Linked DNA regions of Danio rerio: region 1 is linked to region 2. A link is a contact called in public Hi-C data. All regions are on one chromosome and are shown on one strand. The core of a region is the stretch at or near the end of the contact, and the rest is flanking DNA. Distances in the headings are between cores, read along the strand shown.

Region 1 (6,109 bases), core at 1,687-4,186, 250 kb before region 2:
CCATATACCACATAAGAAAACACATTTAGCATGCTGAAGACAATGTTCTGACCACAGTCCAAAGTTCTGGCATCATTTCCGTTTAAAACTTAAAAAATATGGATAAGCGTTTTGCATTTTGAATTCCATATCATTTTGTTCTACCAGCGATGAAATAACACACGGAGAGCCACATAGCCATGATGGCATTTTTGTGGCTCCCTGATACCCAAAGCTATGCATTTGCATCTAATTGGCTTTGTCACCAACTAACTTGGACCAAATGTTTACGCAGTCGTTCTAATTAGGCCTTTTAAGTCATACTTGCAATTGCTTATTGAAATCAAAATCACACTCAGGAGCAAGAGCTTTCCTGCATTACTTATTTCAGAGCTCAGTTACCGAAATGTTGTTTCTCTCTCCCATGTTAACCGAAAATATTCATATAAACACTTCATCCAGTGTTATGACCAACACAGAGAGTGAAGGGGGAGACATGATCCCCAAATTACACAAGGTTCCTCACAACCCTGAATATTTGGTTACAATCTTGTGCAATGCTTCTGATTAAAATGTCATTTCGAACCAAACTGGGAATGTGTTATCTTGTTATCTTGAACTATAAAACTTCTTGACAGGTACTTTACGCACTCAACTACAGGTGGCGAAATAGCCCTTGGCTGGTGTGAGATAATGTTGAGCTAGAAAAGTTAAATAAACTTCAGTTTTTGCTTCTATAGAATCAATTAATGTTGCAAACTAAAACAATAAAAGCAAGTTTGCCTTTAGTACAGAAATGTGTTGGCGAGCAGAAAGAGCCACCAACCGCGCTACTTGGTTGAAAGGGTTTCTGCGCAAAGCAGTGGCCGCTAGAGAGCGATCCAAACAAGAAAATCAACTGGACACTCACGCTGTATAAGTTGTGCACAAAGAAAATATAATAATGGAATATACATTATTACTTCAAAGTTCGCACTAATTACAAAAAAGGCAGCACGACACAGCAAAACAAAGCAACTATATGCTTGTAAATGGAAGTTGAAACGACAACAAAGTCAAAAAGGTAGATGATGTAACTAAATTGCATGATTAAACTAGCAGTCTGTTCCTCGTAAACGTAAGTTACGTGTATGAATCAAATTACACGTGTTTACTAAAAAGAAAACATCTGTAAATCGCGCGTCTTTACCTCAAAGCAACGTTTTCCATCAAAAGTTCATCTTTGGTGCACAATTGCTGTCATATTTACTCCCCTGCTCACTGTAGTGTCGCGTACTTTATGTATTTCTCAAAATAAGCCAATAAATCTCAACAATGAACAACAAAACCACATTTTCTGACAGGCGCAGTTTCACTGAGAAATCCTGTGAAGCGACAGCGCTCTCTTTCAGGGTTGCCAGGTCTTTCGTGCAAAGACAGTCCAATCACAACCAAAACCATCATAAAAATCAACAATTATAACAAACAAACTTAGTAAAATCAACCCGATATCATATCTGACAAGCCAAAGCAATAAACGAAAATCAGACAGAATTATTGAAGTATTTACAAAGTTTGCACCACTCAGCTGCTTTTAGGCTACTTTTAAAGAAAATAAGATACAACAGGAACAATGAACGGAACTAAATTAGCTAGGCTACATAAAATATTGGATTTACATTAAGGTCTACAATCATGATTTCACAAATTCATTCATATTGTTTATTAGCTATATGTTGCTGTTATTTATACGTATATTTATTAAATTGCTTAAAGCCTACAGTAAGATACGTAAAAGCCTCAGAGCACATAAATAAAGCGACTGCTTTATGGTTTAAAAGTATTATGCAATTGGTAACCCAGGATGTTTATGAGCAAACGTCAATAGCTGTCTTAATAACTTAAATAACAACTATTCAAATTAACAATAATTCAAACACATATCTGAATTGTCAGCTGTTTTTTTTTTTTTTTTTGCCAATATGCAAGAGCTGATGGCGTTCCCGGTGATTTTTGCTTACTTTTAGTATTTAAATATTAGACACATGTGCAATAACATGTACATAAAATACAATTATTAAAATATTAAATTTCTAACCCGTTAAACGTATCCTCATTCATCCATCATGCATAGATGTTTACTTAAATCGTGTTACATTTTTCAAGTCTCTTAAACCGAAAAAATTACAACACAGTATGTTTCAAAAATCATGTCCACCAAAAAGTGATGCACGCAAACATCCAGTGTACGCTACAGTGCAGGTGTGCGCAAAGCATCAGATCAGCAGCGTGCAGAACTTACGTTTGTTTCCCCGGTGCCTGGAGCCGTGATGCTGACAGTTTGTGTATTCCATAAAATGCAAGATCAAAACAATGGAGATCAGTTGCAATTGCATAGTAATCAGGGGAATGATGCTTGTCTTGTCAATTTCAATGTCGCTTATCGCACTGTGATGTGTGCAATACTCAATATGTTATTCCTAAACCGGGCAGAAGCCCCAGTTGTGCTCACGCGCAAAAGAAAGAGAATTTTCAATGGCCCATATGCACCTGGGCCGATTCGGCAGTAACATATTGGAGGCAATCCACATATGTGCCACTGTGAGATATCCAAAGAGAGAGCCACTCATTCCATGGAAACAGTGAAAAAGTGCTAGTTCTCCATCCAGCGCAAAACGTAAAGATGGGGAGGAGGCGAGCAAATTAAATTGGCATGGTGAGAAAAAAGTTGGATTGTCTTCCCGAATGACTGTATGTATTCCCCTCTGTGATCCAGCACGACACGTCCAGGTGTGAAGGTTACTTTATTTATTGAGCTTGACGTGTAGGAGGTCCTCGCGTCATCCTCATCACAGCATCTCGAAGAACTTTTCAGTGAAACCTGATTTGTAAATAGCGTCGCTTTTCTCTATTCAGTCTCGATAGCTCACAGTTTCACGGTTGAGCAATTCACTATCTCTCGCCTGCTCTCAGCTCGTGTGCTCGTCTGGTAACTGATGACTTCAGCTCTCTGCCGTCTCTTTCCCCTCTCTGAACTCCAAAGTTTATTTAGAGGGCGAGCCCCCCACGTCAGACACCCCACGGGCTACCAACACGCGCTTTTTCAGCATATCACGCTTTTTTATTCAAAACTAAAGAACCTTGAAAAAACAGACAGGCAGATAGATCATATTGATAATAGATAGATAGACAGACAGACAGACAGACAGATAGATAGATAGATAGATAGATAGATAGATAGATAGATAGATAGAAAGATAGATAGATAGATAGATAGATAGATAGACAGATAGACAGACTGTTAATGATTTTCGTAAATTACACAGTATTTATATGAACTGTATTTTACTATAGGACATTTAAGCAGCATGTTATTGTGTTTTAAAGTACATTACTGTATAATTGACAGTAAATATATACATACAAATTATGTAAATACAAATAGAGCAAGATAATTTTTGCTGTAACTGATTTACAGTAAGATACTGTAGATGCTACAGGAAATTTTTAACAGTATAGATAGATAGATAGATAGATAGATAGATAGATAGATAGATAGATAGATAGATAGATAGATAGATAGATAGACTGTTAATGATTTTTGTAAATTACACAGTATTTAACTGTAATATGAATGATATTTTACTGTAGGACATTTATGCAGCATGTTATTGTGTTTTAAAGTTGCATTACTGTATATTTTACTGTGAATATATACATACAATTCTGTAAATACAAATAGAGGAAGATAAATGGTGCTATAAATGTAAATAGAGTATTTGTTTGCTGTAATTGATTTACAGTAAGTTACTGTAGATGCTACAGGAAGTTGTTAACAGAATAGATAGATAGATAGATAGATAGATAGATAGATAGATAGATAGATAGATAGATAGATAGATAGATAGATAGATAGATTGTTAATGATTATTGGAAATTACACAGTATTTGACTGTAATATGAACTGTATTTTATGGTAGGACATTTATGCAGCATGTTATTGTGTTTTAAAGTTACATTACTGTATGTTTTACAGTAAAATATACATACAATTATGTAAACACAAATAGAGCAAGATAAATGGTGCTGTAAATACAGTATTTTTGCTGTAATTGATTTACAGTAAGTTACTGGTGACCTGCAACCAGTAAGTTACTGTAGATGTTACAGTGTAGATAGATAGATAGATAGATAGATAGATAGATAGATAGATAGATAGATAGATAGATAGATAGATAGATAGATAGATAGATAGATAGATAGATAGATAGATAGATTATTCAGGGGTTTCATGAAGAACATTTAACATAAAGGATTTATTTACATGTAGAAAACAAGTATTTATATTACAAAACTTTCATTAGAATTTGAAAAAAGTTATTCTGTTCTATTACATCACTATAACAAAAAACAAAACCAGATAAATATACATTTAGCACAAAATATATCCAAGATCTTGAAGAAATTAATAGCAATATATCTTAACTTTGACATTGCCCCTATAATAATACAAAAAGCTGAGACTCTACATGTGGTTGCCATAATTGCGGAAGTTCCTCTGTGATCCTCTAGAGGGGGTCAGTGCTACAAGAGCCACAACTCTGCAAAGAAGCAAACAAACTGTGGGGGCTTTTCTTTTAGCACGTCTGAGATGCATTTCAGTTGATATGCAGCAATGGCCACATAAAGACAAATCCTAGCATTTTTGAAATGAGCGTAAACAATGGCGGTGATTACTGCTGTATGTGAGAGTGCTGCACAGCGCAGTGGTTCTCTTTTCTCCCACATGCAGGGAAGCTTATTTACACGTCTGGCACTGCGACGGGGAGGCCTGCTTTTCTTAACCAGCGTGTTGATGTTTATAAGAATATGAGGTGGACCGATGTTTCCCCTGTTGTGGCTTCTCCATCAATCACAGTGGGTGCAGAGGGGAAAAATGCCATAACTTTTGAAGGACTTCTTCTAGTAAAGTGCAGTTGTTCATGCCGCAGGAGAGGGAGGCTTTTCAGATTAGAAGGATTTAACGGACGTTGTTTTGTTATTGATTATTCATTAATGAGTAGTCTTTGATTAAAAAAAAAAAAAGGATAAAAGATGGTTTAGTCTGTGGTTGTCGATGTGGGGGGTGGAAATTCCAAGGGAGTAGATCTTCATATGGGAAGGGGGGACAGAATAAAGCACCTCTTTGTGCCCCCTACTCCTCTGATAAATTAGTCCCAGCGACAAGCTCTAACGGGGAGCGGGGAAGAGGAGGTGAGGTCATTTGGTCACTCTATGCGATAGCCGATGAGAGAAGCCGTCAGCAGCCTGAAATGAAGCCGGGCAGGTGCACCACGCCGACAAGGAGCAAAGGTAAGTGAAAATGTGTGAGGCCTGCAATATCACACATGGAAGCAGTCAGCGTAAACGGATGCTAACTACGCTACATTTGTTTAATCCTGACACAGTATACGTCTATTACAGGTCCTTGTTGTTCTAAGAGGCATTACAGAGTGGCTCCATTGGCTCTCATCCATCCTGATCCCATCACATTCTTCAGCGTTAAACCTACAGATCCCGGTGCAGGGAGTGGTGTGATGAGCTTTTGTGCAGAGCTGACCACAGTTGCGTCATGAAATACTCTTATTTGGAGTCGAGGGGATTAAAACAGCAGTGCACGAGGTTGTTAGCACTAAAGCAGGAAGGATCAGGTTTGGTTTTGGGTAGACAGGAGAGGATGAAGATCATGGCATGTGCTGAGGACAGATAATCAAGGGTTTGGGACTGTCAGCTGCATAAGCAAAACATAAACACTGGGAAGAGGTGATTGACGTGCGGTCTCACTTTCACCTGCTTCTCACAATCCTATAGGATGAAATGAAGGTCTTCTGGTGGAAGTTCCTAACAGCAGCAATGTTTGTTATCCAGAAATGAAAATGATGTTTCAATTAAAACTCAAAATTGAAATCATAGAACAGGAATGAAACTAATAAAAATAAAACGAGCACATTTTTATAACGTTCAATTTATGATAGATAGCTGTTTTCATAATATTTCAGAAAATCATAAATGCATTACAGCAGCATGATGGCTCAGTGGTTAGCACTGTCGCCTTACAGCAAGAAGGTCGCTAGTTCAAGTCCTGGCTTAGCTAGTTGGCATTTCTGTGTGG
Region 2 (6,424 bases), core at 57-2,556:
AACAAGAGGCAATTCAATCATAACTTTATGTTAAAATAGCTATCATAACATTATTTATCAATTTGTGGCTCAATCTGGACTCTCAGAAGCTATAGGTATTAAACATGTAAAACAGGAAATACGTTGGAACCATTGTTTTTGTTTACAACCCTCAAAATGGTCTATATTAGTATAATGTTTTCATGCATATGTCATGTAAAAAAAGATTATTCTTCTGTTTGCGGTGATAACGAAAAAAGTAGTAAAGGTCAGAAATATGTCAAATTAATTAAAATATCTTAATTCATGAAAATAATCATCACTATAGAAGGTTACTGCTTCACTTTGAAGCAGCATAATTTTATACACTCAAATTTTTTTTATTTAAAATCAGCTCAAATCTTCACAATTCTTGAGATTTTTTGGGGGGGACAACTTAATGGTTTTATGTTCAATGCACTTAAATTTTAAAACCATTAAGTTAATTTACTCCATTGTGTGCAACCCAGTATTTTTTACAGTGTGGTTCAGAACATTTTAATCAAACTTATTTCATAGATGAAAACAATAACTACATTAAAAAATATATATTTTAATTGACTAAAATGATGACAAAAATCTATTGACCTTTAAATAATTTTTTTTTTATATCAGTATACTGGATTCATACATTATGTCTTCCATGTGAAGTAAAATAGACTTTTGTTCTGTTTGCAGTGGTAACAAAATAAGATAAAAATAAATACATAAAAAAATAAAAATAAAATATATATATAGAATTTTTTAATGAGTAAAATGATGACAAATCTATTGACCTTCAAATAAAAAAAAATTATATTAGTATACTGAATTCATGCATTATAACTTTGAAGTCAAGTAAACATTATTATTTTTCTGTTTGCAGTGGTAATAAAACAAGTAGTAAAGGTCAGAAATGAGTCAAATAAATCTAAATATATTTATTCATAAAATGATCATCACTATAAAAGCTTCCTGCTTCACTTTAAATAATTAGCAGCATAAGTTTATACAAAGAAAATAAATGCTGCTTTTTTCAAACTAATTTAAAATGAGCTGAAATGATCACAAATCCTGAGTATTTTTGGGACAACTTAATTGCTTTTTTTGAGTGTAGTTAAGTTTTTTTTTTACAGATTAAAACAATAAAAATATATATGTTTGAATGACAAAATATGGCAAAAATCAAGAAAATCAAATCAAAGAAAATCAGTTAAATAAGTGTATATAAGTATACTATATTTGTGCATTATGACATCCATACCCAGTAAAAATCTTATTCTGTTTGCAGTGGTAACAATTAGTAAAGGGCAAAAAAGTGTCAAACAAATCAAAACACTGTCTTTTTACTGTCATGTTGATGTCTACATGTGGACACCATCATAAAAAAATGTTATTGTGTGTTACTCTGTAATCCCTCATTTATTTATTTTCGTTTGTTGTGAATGCTCCATTGCGTCATAAGGAATCGGGAATTCTTGCCGCTTGCTATGACAGAAGTGTTTTCCTCTGGTCTGTGAACTTCCTATTCTCAGGACGAAGCGGATGAATTGGATACTGAGGGCTGTTTCCACTTCGAACTGTTACAAGGGTAATCAACAGCGAAGCCCCAGATTCCAGCGGCAGTCATCCACTCCTCTGACACCACAGTTTATAAACACAACTGTTGCTATACTGACGCCTGCTCTGAAGATGCAGTCATTTAGCCGCTGACCACAGCGCCTCCTTGTGGCGATCATACCCATAGCTTTATGAATTTTAACTGTCAGCAAACCCTACATTGTGAAAAGGTATATGATCAAAAGTCATGATAGAAGTTTGTATTTAAATAAACTTATGTAAAAATGTTTATCAAGGTTTTAATTAATTTAGTAGTTATAAATTATAACAATTTTTGCTGGGTCTTTCAAGTCACAAGTACAATAAAAAAGGGCTTTTGCTGCTTGTTTAAACTACTTATTTAAAATAGGTTGAAACAACACAATTCTTAAGTTTTGTTTGAGAGTTGGTTTTTACAGTGTAAATGATCTTAGCTGACCTAAAACGTTAATATTATTCAACTTAATTTAAGGTAGCAACAAATTTATTACAGTATAATTCATTCAGGACAGTGCTTCTGAACTCTGCTAAGCATTTGAGGTTGGCAAAAATGTTTTAATTCAAGTGAGATGCAAGTATTTGTTAAACCTGAGATAAAACAGTAAATGTAATTTATTCCTGTGATGGTAAAACTGGATTTTCAGTATCCACTGCATCAGTTTTTAATATTTCAATAAAAAAAGAGGAGAAAAAAAGGGTAAATTAAGAAGAACAAAAACGTACTAAGCTGAGCTGGATCTTGAACGTTACGAATTACATTTTATGCAATTAACATGCAATCAAAATATAGTAATCCAAAATAAAACTAAAAGTGCTTCAGGGGTAATTCATTTGTTGGTGCTTTTTGGATAAGCGATTCATAAAGATCCAAGAACAAAATCCAAGTCCAAGGCACTAAAAAAGTAAGCAATAAAGTTAAAAAGCCTTTAATAACATGGTTTTATTTTAAAAACAGCATTACTCTCACCCTATTGAAATGTATGTTTTGCCGAAATATGTAGCTGTGGTGCACATTAGTGTTAATTTAAAAACATAGTATTTTTGTGAATATTTTTTTTTTGTCTCTAGCGCTCAAGTGAGATACAAATATTAGTTAAAACCGAGTAAATGTAACTTATTCCTGTGATGGTGAAACTTCAGCATCTATTGCTTCATTTTTCATTATTCAATAAAAAAAAGAGGAGAAAAAAGGGTAAATTAAGAAGAAAAAAATGTACTAAATGAAGCTTGTCCTTTTAATGCATCTACCATTAAAGTATTTTGACAGACCTACTTGGAAAGAGAGCTGGATCTTAAACATTATGAATTACATTTTAGGTAATTTACATGCAATCAAAAGATAGTAATCCAAAATAAAACTAAATGTGCTTCAGGGGTAATTAATTTGTCTATGGCAGTCGAAAAATAAGTGAAACAGTAATTGTAAATATCTTATTTAAAATGATCACAATTTAAAATAAATTACATTTTAAAATTTAAATTACATTTAAACAGTTGTTTTATATTGTTATATATTAACCTTACATTATATGTTGAAATTTAGTTTATTCCTAATGGCAAAGCTTTACAAAATACTTTAAAAAAATGTATTTAATGTTTAATATGTAAATTGGGTGTTTAATAAATTTATTTGAATGGTACAAATTTTTATTTACCCATTATGTGAAAAACAGTTGCGCTACTTTTGCTTTTTTATAAAAAGTCTTTCAAAAACGTAAAAAATAAAATAAACTGCAGTCATTTTTATGAAAATAATGAATATCTTTTGAATATTTGTGTTTATTTTTTCTGTCAGTTCTGATGCACTAGCAGAAATATTTAATAAAAAATAAAATCAGGGTGTAGCCAAGTAGGAGCGCTCACTCTGATCCCCCAAGCTCTGCAAGGGTTGGGGAAACTGAACCAAAACAAACGATTACAATTGGCTACAGATTGGCAAGGAAAATTTGGTAAATGCGTCAAACAGCAGAACTTTGGAGTTAAAAAAATTAAAAATAAAATAAATAAATAATACTAACTTAAAATGTGCTTTTCTCATTTAATTACATGACTCATTTAAGACATGAATCACTCTTCAGGAAAATACATGAATTAACATGCTGCAAAAAACAATTGCAAGATGCAACCGTATCTGCACGACTCTACTTAGAAATCAAATAATGACGGCGCCAGCTAAACTAATTACTGTAGGCATCAGCAATCCTGAGGGAGTAAATCCCGTAACTACATAATGGAAAATCCGTCTACAAGTGAAACAGAGGTGAAGCAAAGATGCAGATTAAGCAGCGGGTACGTTGCTTGACTCACTACTGTTCCCTGTAATCAGACAGTGGTATGATCTGTGGACGCTGCTGTTTGTGGTCAGTGGAAAACACCCCACAGCTTCACACCTGCTCCACTGACCGCAGGTCCACAAGCCTGAGCAGGATTAACAGTCTTCAGCTACTGATATGCTTTGGCTTTTTTTCAAATGTATTATTTTATTAAAAAAGCACAAGAGAGCCCCCTAGTGTTCAATCCAAAGACAGAGTCAGATGCATGTGACCATTCAGTCTATTTGATTTACTTACTCTGGCCTGTAGATAGGAAGCCAGTAGACAAGACGTCCACCTAAAACCAAGTGATGGGCTGCAAAATTCAAGAGGTCGGCAAAGATATCACTGAGATGATAAGCCATTGAAACGGGCACGTGACTCTCTCCAGAGCTGCAATGGGATATAAAACACAAGAAAACAGAATTTAATTAGTATAAGCAGGTAAATTCAGTTAACTTCGGGTTAGTCCCTTATTTATCAAGAGTCACAACAGTGGAATGAACCGCCAACTATTCCAGCATAAGTTTTACCCAGCAAATGCTCTTCCAGATGCAACCCAGTACTGGGAAACACCCACACACCCACACACACACACTCATACACTAAAGGCAATTTAGTTTACTCAATCCACCTATAGCGCATGTATTTGGACTGTGAAAACCGGAGCACCCACAGGAAACCCACACAAACATGAAGAGAACATGCAAACTCCACACAGAAATGCCAACTGGCCGAGTTGGGACTCAAACCAGTGACCTTCTTGCAGTGAGGCATCAGAGCTAACCACTGAGCCACCATGCTGCTGCTCCTAAATTTAGTTCTTTACAGAAGTTATTTTTATTTATTATTTTTTGCATGTACTCAAATGGTTACTAATTTTGATTTGATTTTCCTCACAGAAAAAGAAAGTATGAATGCACTAGTCACACTATTCCATGCAGCATAAAAAAAATGGAGACTTCAAGCTTTAAAGATCCCATGAAATTAATATAAATGTTTTTAGATGTTAGTATCAACGTTGTTTGTTTTTAGGATATTTCTATCTAGTATGCACCAAAACAGTGACAAAATCACATTCATACGATATAAACATGAGCTTAGAGTTTGTCACTTCCGCCTAAATGGATCAACGATCACCTCATACTTCAGTTTCTCATAAAGCTGTGACCAATCAAATGATCTCTATTATTTGACATGACACGCCCCCTTGAAGACGCTTCACATTTCATGTGCTTGAACTCAACCACTCCCACTGGCAGAGCTGTGATAAAAACTAAATGCTTCTACTGTTTTTTTTTTTTAGGGGATGAGCTACACTATGTCCCACCCTCTCTAATATGTATTCTATAATCTTTGGTTAAGATTACATCAAATATCAAATACAAGTGCAAATTTTAAAGCACGTTGCATTAGCTTTAAAAAAACAGTAACAAGAATAGAATTTTTAAATCCATTTAGAGGCAGTGGCGCAGTAGGTAGTGCTGACGCCTCACAGCAAGAAGGTTGCTGGTTCGAACCTCAGCTCAGCTGGCGTTTCTGTGTGGAGTTTGCATGTTCTCCCTGCCTATGCATGGGTTTCCTCCGGGTGCGGTTTCCCCCACAGTACAAAGACATGTGGTACAGGTGAATTGGGTAGGATAAATTGTCCGTAGTGTATGAGTGTGTGTGTGGATGTTTCCCAGAGATGGGTTGTGTCTGGAAGGGCATTCGCTGTGTAAAAACTTGCTGGATAAGTTGGTGGTTCATTCGTCTGTGGCGACCCCGGATTAATAAAGGGACTAAGGCTAAGCCGACAAGAAAATGAATGAATGAATGAATGAAATCCATTTAGTTAATCTTCTGGTCTGGTAGGAGTGCTTTTAGCTTAGTTTAACATAAATCATTAAATCGCATTAGAGTAGAGCATTTACATCTCACTCAAAAATATAAAAACAAAAGTTTTGATAATTTTCCTATTTAAAGAGCCCCTATTATGGGTTTTTGAAAATGACCTTCCATGCAGTGTGTAAGTCATTGAAAACAACCAGCTGAGATTTAAATCTGAAAGTGTGCCATGTTTAAAACTATTGATTCTTTAACTAATTAGTTGATTCAGAGAAGAATAAACGAACCGGGATGGGTTCAGATCTTTTGCTTAAACGCATTGACAATGATACGGTACATCACCAAATATGTAGTCCCAGATTCGGTAAAATGCGAACGTGTTTTCCCGTCAGACACTAGCGGAGCGCACAAGATCACGAGACTGATCATGACGCAAAGATGACGATCACTGACAGATGGCGATTCGGCTGCAGGGAATAAAGGGTTAAAGTTAATTTTCACAACAACACCGCAGTATTTTACCTTATTCTCCGCCGACAAGCGGGCCCAGCCATTTGAATCTTTTTGGCTCAAGACTTCCGGTCTCATTCACTTCCATTCATTTTTTTGACGTTCAAAACTGGTTGTAACGATGCTTGATGTTGCAATTTGATATTTTCTTATTACATTATTCTACTTGGTCTGTATAG

Evidence for each region. Hi-C and Micro-C count contacts between places; a contact is called where the count stands out from the background.
Region 1: a contact with region 2 is called in a Hi-C map of an unstated tissue, with 6 times the contacts expected there. The contact joins the promoter of rspo3 here to the enhancer-like site in region 2. A contact is called at or near these places in 1 of 18 Hi-C or Micro-C datasets (an unstated tissue) and 2 of 4 datasets of contacts at active chromatin or transcription factors (caudal fin and embryo).

Annotation. Positions count from the first base shown.
Region 1 is chr16:44,722,862-44,728,970 of GRCz12tu, reverse strand. rspo3 (R-spondin 3) reads right to left here and starts at 2,936. Exons shown (of 6, transcript NM_001017358.1): 1 at 2,261-2,936. The coding sequence starts at 2,354.
Region 2 is chr16:44,466,258-44,472,681 of GRCz12tu, reverse strand. trmt11 (tRNA methyltransferase 11 homolog) reads right to left here. Exons shown (of 13, transcript NM_200216.3): 11 at 4,167-4,301. Among named protein-coding and RNA genes, the nearest start is that of trmt11, 16 kb to the right of the region's middle. Within about 2 kb of position 1,306, at least 8 of the 62 cell types and tissues checked have an H3K27ac peak or open chromatin away from gene starts, as enhancers often do.